2 separate regions of the Zea mays genome follow, and region 1 is linked to region 2. A link is a contact called in public Hi-C data. All regions are on one chromosome and are shown on one strand. The core of a region is the stretch at or near the end of the contact, and the rest is flanking DNA. Distances in the headings are between cores, read along the strand shown. Region 1 holds the start of LOC100191898. Region 2 holds the start of LOC100192590.

Region 1 (2,700 bases), core at 167-2,666, 310 kb after region 2:
AAATCCGGGTGTGACAGTTGAAGGACAATTCCACCCTAAAGCTCTCCCTACGGCCGAACAATTCTACCCCAAAGCTCTCCCTACACCCTTTCGGTTGCAAGGGGATTAGAGGAGATTAAATCCCCTTCTATACAATTTTAAATAGAAAAAAAAGTAATCCCCTCCAATCCCCTCAATCCACCCCTAACCAAACAAGCTCTAAGAACTTGTTCATTTAGGCCATCTCAAACCACATGGGATATCCACGCACTCTCGCTGCCACTCAGTCCCCTTGTGGGTTTAACTCGTTGCCACTGCATCACCGTATATCTGTGTCATCTCGCGTGTCGCTAGTTTGTGAGACATGAGTTTCTTCCATGTTGGACTCGTCGGTTATTTTCTGAACCGTGTGGTAAGGAAAAGTCAGAATAAAATCACGAGCATGTGTTTCTCTATGAATAGAGATTGTACCCGACCGGAATGTCCCATGTGGTTTGATTTGAGATGGCGTAAACGAACATGGCCTAAATCTCCTTTGATCTACCCTAACCAAATAAACACTAAGTGGGGGACTTGTGCATGGCAGCGTTGGATGTGGCCTAACCCTTTCGTAGGTGGGTTTTTTTTAGTACGTGCTACTAATCTCTTGTAGTGGTGTATTTTGTAACTTATTTTTGTTTTAATGAAACAAGCGTTAACGAGCATGAATCACCGCCTAAGCAAAGCTGCTTGATGGTATTTCCTTGAGCACCCTGGTCAAAACGCATCAAAACCCGGTCAAAAGCGAACCTGAGACTGATTCTTAACAGCTCACCGGGAAGAGTCGGTACACTAATCTACTACGCTGTGATTCAATAAACAAATCAGGACAAAAGACATGTACATTTGGATAGATCTCCTTAGCACTCAACGCAATAATCAAATCCAATCAGCACCTACCAAAAGGACCGCTAGTATAATAGACAGTTGCTCCATGGACCGATAAAAAAAAGTGATGAATCCCGGCCGTGAGAATGTATATTTTTTCATACAGTAACGCCAATTTCCGTCATGATTTAGAGAGTTCAACCACAAAATTGTTACCCAGAAGCAATGAGCTTATTTGTTTATAAGTGGATAAAAAGGAAAGAGAACGCCACCTGCAAGAAGAAGAAACCAGAATCCTTCAACACCGCGCTTTAATTAAATCTTTAACAGCAGAGTAGAAAGTAACTTCAAAATTAAATTGAGACGCTTCAATCTTACTGTAACGGCAACAGAATAAAACTGGATTTACTGTCCAGTGTCCAATTGTTTTTCCCCCTCTCTCTCTCCCTCATGCCGGCTTAGTAAACAAACATGGTTGAAAGCTCGAGCGCGTCGGTGTTACGAATTGAGCTGCCTCCAAACAAAAGGCAAAGATAAAAGGCAAAAGCTGGAGAGAGAGAGGGACGAGGGAGGGAGGCCATTGATAGAGACCACGAGCTGTTCTAGAAGTCACCGCGCTGCAGCCTGCAGCTCAGGGGGGCCTGTTCCCTGGATCTCGCCATCGCCATTGCCGCTGCCCCCCACCTACTACTCCTGCTCCTAGTCCTACACCCCTCCTACTCCAATCCAAGAGGTGCTTTGGATCGCATTGCTTCGTGCTAGAGTTCGGTGGTCAGCCTGCGTGTGGGACAGTGGTACTCCCTCCCTGCTTCTTGATTCGTCTCTGTGGTTGTGTTTTTAGAGCCACTGCTTTCCCCCCTTATCTTCATCTGGTAGAGTGGGTTTGATGTGGCTTCCTGCGAGAAAGATCTCACTTTGATAGTTTGATGTCTTCATGATCTGTCTGAGGTTTTTCGGCTTGATTTCGGCAGCTGATTAAGCACCCGCAGATACCACTTTTTTTTTCTTCGAGTATCCGCTCTTGTTGGACTGGATTTCTGAAGTGCTCGCAGATTGTCTGTTTATTTATATCGTGTTGCCTCCTTGTTTCTGATTATTCCAATCTTCTGGACAATTTTTTCCCTTCCGTAGAGCGCGAAAGATCTCATTTTGATCTGCTAAACAGCTGCAATTGTATCCCAATTTGCTTCAGTCTCCACCACTGGATATCTCATTGGGGTTTCTCCAAGATTTGCATCTGCATAGCGTTTGTCTCGATGCTGTTGTCTGTTCTGCATTTGCTCCTAGTGTCCGGCATTTGTCTGTCTCTTCATGCTGCTCCCATGATCTAGGCCAAAATTTGACAACTGGCCCATCCAATTGACGTCTTTTTATTTATTCTTATACATTGTCTGGCTTTATTTTCAGTTCAACTCTTTGAGGATTTGGCAACTGTATTTTAAGCATTAAGCTTCAACGCAGAATTTGAAATTGGCGGGGCTGTTGTTCAAAGAATTGGAGATGGACAGGAAGAATTGTCCTCCATCGCCATCGCCAAGATCGACCGAGAAGTCTGGAAGAGAATTGAGATCTGGGGAGGCCAATGTCAGCACAAATACCAATAGCAACCTCATCGCAAAAGGTGACAAGGAGAAAGGAGTCAATGTGCAAGTCATTCTAAGATGCAGGTGGAGAGGGCTCAGTAGTTAAAGCTTAAAAGTTCTGTCTAATTTTGTTTTTGTTATCACAATGTGTGATTTGATACATTCAGGCCGTTGAGTGATGAAGAAACAAAGTCGAATACTCCTGTGGTTATTTCGTGCAATGACCGTCGCCGGGAAGTTGCCGCCACTCAAATTATTGCCAATAAGCAGA
Region 2 (2,700 bases), core at 35-2,534:
CATAAAACCAAAAACTAAAACGACTACTATTTTGGAACAGAGGGAGTATATTATATTATAGTGCCATTCAGACACCAGAAAACTCAAGGACAAGTTCGCCAAGGGGCATAGCAAACCGATTGTACTGAGATACTGTTTATCGATCACACTGAAACACGAAAGTGCAATAACCACCAGCCTTATGTAAGACTTTGCAACTTATATACAAATTTACTGAGAGCTAAAGCGACTTTGTTGATGGCATAATGTAGCCAAATGACACTAATCATAGAACCCTGCCGAGCATGACCACATAGGCTCAGACCTTCGAGCCATCATCGACTTGAGCAGCATAAATCTGGCCATATTCTCCCTTGCCGTCATCCTCGTCAAGGTAGTCAGCCCTTGCATTGAGGGCCAGCATCTGGCAAACAAGCCAGAAGAGAGCAGCGTCAAGGGCGAGGAAAGCGGCGCCGCCGAACAGGCCGGTCTTGGCAGTAGGGCACTGGTAGTCCATGTCGTGGTGGATGTTCTTGCTGCGGTGAAGACCCTCGGTGACAGTTGCCCACAGCGACATTGCAAGAGCCAGGGCTGAGACAAGCCTGATTTCACATAAAGGGGAACAGAATCAACAATGTGCATCTTTATTACTACAAAAAAAAGAGTAAGTGCAGAAAATAGCATGGTGCACACACAGTGTACTCACTCAAAAAAGTTGTACAGTGGCACTAATGGAACCAAAAATATTGGCACCTCATAGCGAAATCATCAGTGTAAAAAAATCATGAGGCAAGATTTAAGTGTGATTATTAACGCCGATTAACATGATAAATATAGTTAGTTCTCTGTGATCTTCTAGAGGGGAAATTCTAAATATTAGCATTACAGAACAAATTAAAAGATTCCAGGTCCAGGAAAGAGAACAATTCTGGAGTGCAAAACTTAGATGGGTCAGATTGCAGCTCAGTATCCCAAATGATAGAAGGGCCAGACAAGTGAACCACACAAAAGAAAACATAAGAACACAGGGCATATTGTTTCCAGAGCACATGGGACTCTGAAAAGTCATATAGCTGAAAGGATACTCACTCAGCAACAACAAAGAACACTGTCAAGCTGGTGCTTTGAAACAGCGCTCCACGAGGAACTGACTTGCCCGAGTATGGAAAGAAGATGGCAACATGGCCTACGATGGCAGCTACCACAAGTGCCACAATGGACAGGCTCCCCATCGCAAGAGTCGGATCACTTGGAAACGTGCAGATGACGACATCCTTTCCTAGGATAGGAGTCCCGGAAGCAGGCTGCAGCAAAGACGGTGTAAAAGTTACAAGCATGGTTATAAAAAATCATAGCGACTAATATTGGTTGAAATCGTAAGTTATGTGCTGTGTCATAACTATATGACATTTTTCCTATAGAGGTACTAGAGAAATTTGTTATTTTGCTACTCTCAATTTTGGTTGTCTGTTATTATGTCATCCCTTGTCTATGACTGGTTGGACCATCTGTGTCTCTGATTTGTGGGTCCGATGGTATAATGACGAAGCCCACATATGATAATGGCAAAATTGCCAATGGCTCGTACCATGGTTCTGATGCAAAATTTGATGATGAAGAAAAAAACTAGTGTAAGGAGAAACAAGAAAGAGAAATACCTGCAGCTATTCACATGGCGATTTCTCTATTTTGTTTCCCCTTACATTTTGCAGAGAGCATTTTGCAAAGAGGCTGCGTCGAATGCAGGACCTTTGGCTGAATGGGAAGGCTTCCCACCACTATGCCAAAACCCATCCTCCTCTTGCATAAATTTATACTAAAATGAAATTGGGGATCTTTACCCTCATTTTCATTTTTTTAATGCAAAGATGTGCAGCTCTCCAACATGTTTGTGTTCTAGAAAAAAGTCTTTGCCATCCATATTGTTGGATGCTACCGGGCGTTGGTACCACGGTAGCACCGGAGATGTTCTCAAAGTAAACTAGATGCAATACAGTCCTAAGTGTGGACTAAGAAATCGCAGTAACTGTTACTAGCAGCAACTATGATAAAGTATAAGTGCCAAACTGCCAACACAAAACTTAAGGTTGTGGGAGAAAAAAATTGTCTCTGTTTTGTTTCTCCTTGCGCAACTTTCTGTTCAACTTAAAGTTTTGCATGACGATAGATGCCTGCGTGCTATATCCATCCATCCATATCTTTGGATGATTTTTTTGTGCAAATTTACGGGTGTCACCATGCGTTGGTAACACTGCATATATTCTCAAAGTAATCTTTTCTCCCCAAAAATTGCTGACAGGGCATCTGCCAAGCAAATATATTAATAGAAGAGAGAAATATTCTCAAGTAATTTAGTCCATCTCCAACCCCCGCCACACACACACACACACAATTCTCCCTCTATCTGTACTTTCTATTATATTTACTACATCAGCTTAAAAGATACTCCCCCACATCCAAGACAGTCTCCCCATATATACTATAATTCAGTTATTTGACTTTTTTCATCTTTTTGAAGTTTAAAAAAATCATAGACTATTTGTATTGCCTAATACACATTGTTTTTAGGTTACCGTAATTAAAAGAGGTTAATATCACAAAAAATAGAGTAATTGAAGTGTGGGGGAGATTGAAACTCACCCCATATATGAGGGGAGTTTCCTCTCTCCCCCCATGTGGGGTGTGGGGTGGGGTGGGCTGTTGGAGCCTTGGAGGGGTTTG

Evidence for each region. A called contact is a pair of places that touch in the nucleus more often than the background predicts.
Region 1: a contact with region 2 is called in a Hi-C map of ear, with 2.2 times the contacts expected there. The contact joins the promoter of LOC100191898 here to the promoter of LOC100192590 in region 2. A contact is called at or near these places in 2 of 25 Hi-C or Micro-C datasets (ear and endosperm).

What each region holds. Positions count from the first base shown.
Region 1 is chr6:37,451,717-37,454,416 of Zm-B73-REFERENCE-NAM-5.0, forward strand. It overlaps LOC100191898, which reads left to right and starts at 1,417. Exons shown (of 23, transcript NM_001360691.1): 1 at 1,417-1,640; 2 at 2,308-2,513; 3 at 2,597-2,700. The coding sequence starts at 2,347.
Region 2 is chr6:37,145,578-37,148,277 of Zm-B73-REFERENCE-NAM-5.0, forward strand. It overlaps LOC100192590, which reads right to left and starts at 1,285. Exons shown (of 2, transcript NM_001348747.1): 1 at 1,069-1,285; 2 at 85-581. The coding sequence starts at 1,211. The coding sequence ends at 299.